3 separate regions of the Mus musculus genome follow, and regions 1 and 3 are each linked to region 2. Evidence: chromatin contacts called from public Hi-C data. All regions are on one chromosome and are shown on one strand. The core of a region is the stretch at or near the end of the contact, and the rest is flanking DNA. Distances in the headings are between cores, read along the strand shown.

What was found. A called contact is a pair of places that touch in the nucleus more often than the background predicts.
Region 1: a contact with region 2 is called in a Hi-C map of muscle stem cells, with 2.0 times the contacts expected there. The contact joins two enhancer-like sites. A contact is called at or near these places in 15 of 39 promoter capture datasets (the 3T3-L1 cell line, the C10 cell line, the HPC-7 cell line and 9 more), 5 of 484 Hi-C or Micro-C datasets (the HPC-7 cell line, cardiomyocytes, colorectal tumor organoids and 2 more) and 7 of 115 datasets of contacts at active chromatin or transcription factors (the HPC-7 cell line, T-cell acute lymphoblastic leukemia, double positive thymocytes and 1 more).
Region 3: a Hi-C map of cerebellum shows a contact between it and region 2, with 1.6 times the contacts expected there. The contact joins two enhancer-like sites. A contact is called at or near these places in 1 of 15 datasets of contacts at CTCF or cohesin (large pre-B cells), 5 of 484 Hi-C or Micro-C datasets (the CH12 cell line, cerebellum, embryonic stem cells and 2 more) and 2 of 115 datasets of contacts at active chromatin or transcription factors (embryonic stem cells and regulatory T cell precursor).

Annotation. Positions count from the first base shown.
Region 1 is chr7:132,671,209-132,674,185 of GRCm38.p6, forward strand. All of the region lies in intron 6 of Lhpp (phospholysine phosphohistidine inorganic pyrophosphate phosphatase), which reads left to right. Among named protein-coding and RNA genes, the nearest start is that of Lhpp, 62 kb to the left of the region's middle. Within about 2 kb of position 1,418, at least 135 of the 459 cell types and tissues checked have an H3K27ac peak or open chromatin away from gene starts, as enhancers often do. A contact at or near this core is called in muscle stem cells, where this site is marked.
Region 2 is chr7:132,891,355-132,894,309 of GRCm38.p6, forward strand. The region is part of intron 1 of 1500002F19Rik (a long non-coding RNA gene); the gene reads right to left. Among named protein-coding and RNA genes, the nearest start is that of Gm46003, 4.0 kb to the right of the region's middle. Within about 2 kb of position 1,302, at least 29 of the 459 cell types and tissues checked have an H3K27ac peak or open chromatin away from gene starts, as enhancers often do. A contact at or near this core is called in cerebellum and muscle stem cells, where this site is marked.
Region 3 is chr7:132,758,187-132,761,218 of GRCm38.p6, forward strand. Fam53b (family with sequence similarity 53, member B) reads right to left here. Exons shown (of 5, transcript NM_001381858.1): 4 at 1,203-1,981. Among named protein-coding and RNA genes, the nearest start is that of Fam53b, 54 kb to the right of the region's middle. Within about 2 kb of position 1,370, at least 6 of the 459 cell types and tissues checked have an H3K27ac peak or open chromatin away from gene starts, as enhancers often do. A contact at or near this core is called in cerebellum, where this site is marked.

The sequences.
Region 1 (2,977 bases), core at 168-2,667, 220 kb before region 2:
GACGCTCTCAGCAGCTCTGCAGTGGCCCATGAACCTGAAAGGCTGCTTCTTAGAGCACTAGCAATCGTTGTCCCCTGCACTGTCCTCAAGGGCACCTGTTTAGGATATGCAGTGCCAGCTCTGGATTTCACAGTGGGTACCATGTGTCAGTCTCATCCATGACAACCTAGCACATAAATATGAGAAGCTTCCAGACCCTTAGGCCAACATGAAGCCCGTCTTTGCATGCCTGCATCCAGTCATGATGAACCTTAGAGTACACGTTACTGAGACCCTTTGTGCCGAGCACCAGGTCAACCTAGTTAAGGCTGATAACAAGAAACTAAAGAGATGGACCTCTGTGAATCGGAGCCAAAGGGGACATCTTGTAAAGCAGTTGGTTGCAGTTGTGTCGTGGTAAAGCACTGTGGCAGCGACTCTCAGTCTAAGATGTCATCAAAGAGAATGTCAAATGCAAGAAAGGAACAAATAAAAAACATGACTCAAAAAAAAAAAAAATCAACTACATAGAGGCTGGAGAGATGGCTCAGTGGTTAAGAGCACTGACTGCTCTTTGGTCCTGAATTCAATTCCCAGCAACTACATGGTGACTCACAACCATCTCTAATGGGATCAGATGGCCTCTTCTGGCCTGTCTGAAGACAGCGGCTGTGTCCTCATACACATAAAATAAATAAAAATAAATCTCAGAAAAGAAAACCAGCTACATAAACAAAGACGCCCTGTGAAGAATCCTGGTGATCATGGAGGTGCTTCCACCCCAGTGAGGTCAGCACGCTGGCTTTGACAGCGAGATGCTGCTGTTAGGGCGAATTGAGTAACTTAGATTTCTTACAACTCTGGGTGAATCTACACATACCTTGGGAAGTTTACTGACAGTGTATCAAGAAAGAAAATAACCCTTGCATGTAGCATACTAAGGAGATGGCTTCAGTGACCCAACGTAGATGCTAACAATGGGCCTTGAACACATGTTACATGGGGAGGGAGTTTCAGAGTTGCAGAGGTAGGGGCTTGGAGTCAGCCAGCTGTCTGTCTGTCTGTCTGTCTGTCTGTCTGTACATGGGTGTCAGCATCCTTCATGCAGGCATTTGTGGAGTATCTGCTAGGGGTGAATGCTGGACACACGCCCTGCTTCCCCAGTGGGAGGTGGCAGGGTATGGAGTGATTCTGGGCTGGGAGGTATGCCCAGCTGTGGAATCGGAGAGAGTTTTCTTCCTGTTTCTAAATTCCAAAGTTTGGTAGAGTTACATTATTGTTTATTAAGGAAAAGGTTGGATATTGAAAAAGGAAGCCACCTGGTCGATCTCATGTGGCCTGGGAAGCCATTTGGCAGCTGCTCTGGGCTGGAAGGCCTGACCTGCCAAGCTGTGAGAGAACTCGTGACTGGTGCAACTGTTGTGCTGCTGGGCTCTGCCCTGACTTCCCCTGACACGCCCTGTTCCAGCCTGCACTCCCATCAGGCACCAGACCAGAGAGCACTTGAGTGAAGCCACAGCTGTCATAGAAGACAGTGCTGGTTCCACAGCAGTGCCGTCACCCTGTGGTGTGGCTTGTGCCCTGCACCACACGTCTCTAGTGCCCTGTACTGTGCTCCATAAGCATCAGTGAGACCCATCTGAGGCTATGAAGAGACTTCCTCCCTGCCACCCTCGCTCTCCTTCTCTTGGCTTGTAGCATGCCAAGAAACCGTGTGGGTGGGGAGTTTCAGGTTTACAGTACCTTTTGGCTACACTGGAGGGTTTTGCCTGTCTGCCCACTTGTTCTACATCTGCCTACAGAAGTGAGAGCCATCTTCCCTTGCCATCCTTCAGTGGGAGTCTATAAAAGAGTGAAGACCCTTGGGCCAGTGAGATGGCTCATTTACTAGAGGGGCTTGCTGCCAAGCCTGCCAACCTGAATTATAAATTCCTGGGATCTTCATGGTAGAAAGAGAGAAGCATTTTTGTTTTTAAAATCTGTCCTCTGACCTCCACACACACCCTTGGCATGGGTTCTATGACATATGTATCATCCAATAAATTAAAAAAAAGTTTCAGGTATTTTTTAAATTAAAATATAATTACATCATTTTCTTCCTCCCCTTTCCTTCTTCCACCCCTGCTCTTCTCACCTCCCAATCTCTCAAATTCATGACCCCCCTTTTTTTAAAGAGAGAAAGAAAGAAAGAAAGGAAGGAAGGAAGAAAGAAAGAAAGAAAGAAAGAAAGAAAGAAAGAAAGAAAATGTTTGTAAAAAGAATATAGGCATCTATGCACAAGCTGTAATCTCCCAAATACAACCACCAGTGTGTCTCTGCTGCAAGATTTATTTATTTATTTATTTATTTATTTATTTATTTATTTATTTACTTACTTACCTACTTACTTATTTGGGTTTCTCTGTGTATCCCTGGCTGTCCTGGAACTCACTCTGTAGACCAGGCTGGCCTTGAACTCAGAAATCTGCCTGCCTCTGCCTCCCAAGTGCTGGGATTAAAGGCGTTGCAGGCTCTGCTGCAGGTTTTATTTAGGGTTATGGTTTAGTTCCCAGCACTATTTTAAAGTCTGTATCTAGATATCCAGGCTATCACTCAGATCTTGTGTCCTTTGGGGTCTGGTTGCCAGGTTTGATGATGGGCACCTCTAATCCCAGTGCTGAAGAGGCAGTGGGCTACATGGCAACCCCAACAGTAACAAGGAAGCAAGAAGGGAGGGGTGGGGCGAGAACTTGCTGGCACATCCAGGTAGAAGCATCCCATTCATTGTCTCAGGACAGTGACCTTGCTGAAGGTCAGGCGGCAGCTAAGGAGGATGGCTGACAGAGCCAGGACCAAGGCTGCTGACTTCCAGCTGCAGCCGACATGATCTGGTTACAAGAGTGAAGGAGAGAAACCTTTCTGCCTTCAGGAGCCAAGAAAACCAAGGCAACAAAGGCGAGGGCGACCTCTGCTGTCCTCGGAGGGCCTCGGTTACCAGGCTCGGAGGCCCATCCTGTCC
Region 2 (2,955 bases), core at 52-2,551:
AAACAACAACAACAAAATAATTGAGTTTTAGGGCTGGGATAGAGTACTGTAGTAGCACACAGGAAGCCCATGGCTCATTCCTGGCACTGCATAAATCAGGTACGGTGGTAATATGCTTATAATCCCAGCACTCGGGATATAGAAGAAGAAAGGTCAGAAGTTCAGCTATATGGAAAAGTGGAGGATGGCCAGAATATGTGAGACACTGAGTCAAAACAAAGAAAAAAGAACCTGGGGAGGTAGCTCAGTGGGTAGGAACACTTGCTGTGCAGCTATGAGGACCTGAGATCAAATCCCCCAGAGCCATGTAAAAAAACACTCACTCATATACACCTGTAACCCCAGCTCTGAGGATGGGGAGGCAGAGACAGGAGGATCATGGGGTTTGCTGGCTACTAGCCTAGCCCAAAAGTTCCACATTCAATGAGAGACCTAATATCTAGGAGATTAGGTGGAGAGTGACAGAGTAAGATGCCTAATGTCTCCCTCTGGCCTCTCTCTGTGTATACACCTGTACACTCATGCACTTTTTAAAATGTAATGCAATTTTCCTTAAATAGCTGCCTGGCTAGTGGCTACAACACTAGGCAGCCAAGGATGCTTTGCGCTTGTCTCTTAGGGAGACCAGAGATGCTGGCATGCATCATGATGTACCCAATGTCCCAAAGCTGCTGAAAAATCCAGGAGGATGCCTCCTGCCTCCTCTACAGCTGCTCTCAATCAAGATGGGCTCAGTGAAAGCTAGCCTGGGAAAGGGTAGTCTGCCCTAGATAGACATAAACAAAGAGCAGAAACATTCAAATGTTCTGGAAGCCCCACAGGGCTTGGCAGCCAGTTTAGGAAGTGCGGCTGTCCTTGCCCAACCTGAGATGCCCTTCACAGTGTCCTGGCACGTCCAGTGTATGCGGGCAAGAGCCAGACACGGGCAAAGGTACCACACCTGGGGCAGCAGCAACCTCTGGGACCCTCCTGACCAGCACAGTCGCTCTCTCCCCCACCAGCCCAGCTTGGCTGGGGAAGGCCACCTGCAGTGGGGGGTGACGGCCATCTCAGCAGTTAACCCAGATTCCCCCTGCACATTCCCTCAGCCTGCCCACACAGATACCCAGGTGGAGGAGCAGATTAATCCAGCTCTGTATCCGGGGGCTGGCACTCATATCTTCATCTACCAGGGAGAGTGGGCTGAGTTATGGGCAAGGCTGATGACATCCAAGCCCTCAGGAGCAGAGGTGGGTGGAAGAGAGTCCTGGCACCTCTTTCAAACCATCTGCTCCCAACCAAACCACGTGAGTACAGCAGAGTGTTCCAGGCACCCTGAGACCAGGCAGGAGCAGTGTCCAGCCCACTCCTTACCCCACTCGCCCCTTTACTTCCCCACCCCTTCCTGCTCTCTTCCTTTCTTCCCCTTCTCTTTTGTTCAGGTAAGTTTTTAATCGAGGTATAATGAGCACAGAAGAGGACACAAATCATGAACATACAGAATCCTCCCGGTCACCTCGGCTAGGTAACTGGCCTGAAGATCAAGAACTAGGACACAGGGGTGGAGAGAGTTCAGCAGTAAAGAGCACTAGTTCGTTCAGAGAACTCCAGCACTCACATGGTGATTCATAACCATCTGATGCCCTCATCTGACCTCCCTGGGCACTAGGCACACATGTGGTGCATATATATATACATATGCTGAACATTCATAAACATAAAAATAAATAAACGATAAAGGAAGGAAATACACTGGGCTTGAGAAGTCCCCTTCCTGTCCCTTCCTGGCCGTTAACTGAATCTTAGGATTACCATTGCCGTGACAAAACATGATGACCAGAAGCAGCGTGGGGAAGAAAGGGTTTATTTCAGAGTCTGTTCCACATCACAGTCCATCATCAAAGGAAGTCAGGGCAGGAAACTGAAAGAAAAACAAAAGTTAGCAATGGAAAAATACTGCTTACTGGCTTGCTCTCCATGGCTTGTTCAGCCTGCTTTCTTATACTACCCAGGAGTACTTGCTAGATTAGCACCACCCACAATGGGCTGTGTCCTTTTTTGTAGAAGTTCTGTCAGACTGAAGAAGTCAATTTACTATAAACCTACCCCTAGTTTTAAAATTATTTATTTTTAGACCATTATTTTACATTGATTGATTGATTGATTGATATATGTAGGGATGTGTTGTCCACACTACATGTAGTCAGTGCCCTCACAGGTTAGAATAGGGTGTCAGATCCCCTGGACTGGAGTTGTAGCTGACTGTAAGCTGTCACGTGGGTGCTGAGACTCAAGCCTGGGTTCTCTGTTAGAGCAGCCAGTATTCTTAAACAATGAGCTGTTTCTCCAGGCCCCAAATTGTTATTTGTTTAATAATTTATTTTTATTATTATTTTGTGTACAGTGATGTTTTAAACATGTGTGTATGTGTGAGAGTGTCAGATCCCCTGGAACTAGAGTTATAGAAAGTTAAGTTGCCATGTGGGTACTGGGAATTGAACCTGGGTCCTCTGGAGGAATAGCTAGTGCTCTTGACTGCTGAGCCATCACTTCGGCGTCAGTTGTTGATATGCTGTTATTTAATTTTATTTGTATGCGTGTTTTGCCTGTACACATGTCTGTTTACCATGTGCATGCCTCATGTCCTCAAAACTCAGAAGAGGGAATCAGATTGCCTGGGGCTGGAGTTACAAACAGTTGTGAGCTTCCATATGGGTACTTGAAATTGAACCTGGAAGAGCAGCCAGTGCTCCTAACCACTGAACCATCTGAGGTGGTTTGAATGGCCCTCATAGGCTCATATATTTGAATGCTTAGTCACCAGAGAGTGGCACTATTTGAAATGATTAGAAGGCCTAGGAGGTGTGGCCTTATTGGAGAAAGTATGTCACATTTTTTGAGGTTTCAAAAGCCCATATCAGGTCCAGTCTCTCAGCTACTTCTCCAACATCATGTCTGCCTCCGTGCTCCCCATCA
Region 3 (3,032 bases), core at 120-2,619, 130 kb before region 2:
TGGGGGACTGACAGGCTTAGAGAATTAAAGGAACAGAGGGTAACCCCATGCATGGAGATATCTTTGTTGTAAGTAGACGGCTCCACTGCAGAAGTGTGTGTGCGTTTGTGTTTGTGTATACGCACCTGTGTATGTACGTGCATGTGCATGCGTGTGTGCACGCCTGTGTAGTAAGGGAACTGAAGACTGCTTGCTTGCTGGTTATACCTGCCTGGTACAGAACAGGCACTATGAGCCTGCCTGCCTTGGGTCTGCCCATGGTCTGAAGAGCTTGACCAACTCTCCAGAGAACACTCCCTCACTAGCAAACAGATCTTCACTTCCTCAAACCAAACAATAATCAATGTTTTTATACATAACACCCAAAACTGATACTCACGCCATGGCACTGAGCAAGAGGCTCTTCCAGGTAGGCACAGAGTTGGTAGTGCCATGTTTTTCCCACCAGAGCCACCCATCCTAGAGTTAATGGTCACAAGGACCAATGTCACATACAGCACAGACCTTACCATCTTGGTCACATCCTATGACCTCTATAGCAGGCACCAAATGTAGCCAGCCCTCAGGCTTTGATAACTGTCCTGCTGATGGCTTCTAACTCCAAGCCCATCCTCCTCAGATCAATACCCAAGAGAAGTGCTGGCACAATGCTGGACTCCAAGACAAAGAGGACAACACAGAGGAACAGGAGCACGTGGGAGAGGCTCCTCCCACAACCAGTGCTAACTGTTGCAGACTAATAATTTCTGAGTGGTCTAACTGTTTGACAGTTCCCACCTTCCCTAACGTCATTACCCATGGCTCTGATCTAGGGATCAGCGTAATCCGAGTGATACTGAACACTGGTGGGTGGGTTTCCAGGAGAGGAGGTACCAGCAAAGGACTAGAAGAGGATTAATTAGTGTTTGGTCACACAGGACTCCTAGCCAATGCCTGCCTCTCACCATCTGTCTGCTCTTGTTCCACTAGCAATGAGCTTAACAGGGAAAGAACATGCCTCCTTTTAAATGGAGAAAACCAGGTACTTAAAACTTAAAAGAACAGAAACGAAACCTTTGAAATTTTTTCTTTTTTTTTTTTTAGGGAACTGACTCCTAAACATGTCTGAAAGTCACTGTGCACTTAAGCGGCTGGACCAGGAACAGAATCCCAGAAACAGTGAGGTGTTTCTGGAGTCTATTCTAGGCCACTGGGGCACTTACCTGTGCCATCTTGGCAAGGTCTAGAGAAGGTCTTTGCTCCTGCACTTCATCCGGACGCCGCCGTTTCACACCGATCTTCTTGTCATTAAGGACACAGGGCTGAGAGCGGCTGCGGGCAAGCCCACTGGAGCGTCTTGCCAGCTCTGGCGTTGAGGCAGGTGTGCTGTTGGCTGAGGGGGGACAGTATTCTGGGAAGGAAAACTGCTCATGCGAGCAAGAGAGGGACCGCTGCAGGTCCAGCCGGCCCCCTCCCACTGGGTGTGGGTCTGGGCTCCAGCTATCACCCGCCTGTCCACAGGGGGCTGAGCCTGGTGCTCCTTGGCAGGGTTGCCCCCCAAAGCGGTGGTGCAGGCTCGACTGGTGGCAAGGTGAAGAGAGCCCATTGGCCCTGGCAGGGAGGCTGAAGCTAGAGCTCCGCTGCATGGGGCTGACGCCATTGGAGTAGCGCTGGACGCTGCCTCCGCTGTAGCATCGTCTCTTCTCCACGGGAGTCCAGACTTTGGACCCCAAGGGCCGCCATGACGTCCGGCAACTGGACATCTCATCAGAGAAGGATAGTGACCGGCACTGGCGTTTGCTGGGAGGAGCTGAGGGGTTCCCATTGTGGTCATTTATGTTGAGGTCTTTGATTAGGCTGGTCACCGCACAGGCAGTCACTGCCTCCTGGTGCCACAGGGAGCCATCCTGACACTTTTCAGGCAGACATTCCCAGATGCTGGCGCTTGGCTGGTCAATCTGAAGAGGGCATTTTCTATCCAGGTCTCGCCATCTGTCATTTTCTGGTGCATAAATACAAAGAGAAAATAGGATCTGAGAGGCCTTCACAACAGCATTCTGTTCCTTTGTGAACAGCCTGTGTGCAACGTAGCCCTTGGCACCAGAAAGGTCCTCATAAACCAGCCAGCTCAACCTTACTTTATGGATGAAAACTGAGGCCCAGAGAGGAGGAAGGCCCAAGGTGCCCAGTTGGAAGCACAAGGCCAGAGATCCAGACCCAGGCCTGCGGTCCTTGATGCAGCTTCCTTCCCAGCATCCCAAATCCAGACCTGCCTGTCCCTGGAGTTCCTGATCCAGCTTCCCTCCCAACATCCCATGCTGTCTCCCGTGATGGTAACGTGTCCTGAGCTCTGCGCCAGTTGGTGGCTGAGTCAGGGGAGCTGTGCAAGTTAGCACCAGCAGAAGACCATGATCAACACTAGGCCTTGGCCACTTCAGATGGTCACAGTCAAAATGGGGCTGGGGTTTGCCTTGGAGCAAAATGTTCAACAGTTTCAGAAAACAGCTGCCAATCACAGCGCTTGTTTTCATTTTCATTTGATTTCTTGATGAAACTGAGGATATGTAAAGCAGGTGAAATGGGTAAGAGTAACATTTAGGCCACAGACAGCGTGATGTAAGAGCAGGCAACTCTGTTTGAATGCATGAGTCCACGGGCTAGCCCGACTGTGGAATGCAAGATCTGAACCTGAACTTTTATTTCAGTAAAATCTTACGAACAAATTATTGTTTTACCACTATAGTCTCAGACATTCTGGGAATGTTAGGAGACGAAAGTTCCTGTTCTCAAATTTACAACACAAAAAAAAAAAAAATGCAAAAATGAGAAGCACCTGCTGTCCACTCAGCCCTATCTCTGCTAATCTGAATATATGTTTTAGTTGGCAAATGTGACAGCTTGAGTCAGGTGGTCAGTGGACCTGAAATAAAGCTGAAAATGGCTTGAACTAAGTTATTTAAAGGTCCCACTGACACCCACAGCAATTCAGACCACTCACTGGGCATCCTTCTTGGACCATAATATCCACACAGCACACTACCCAGTGCAATACA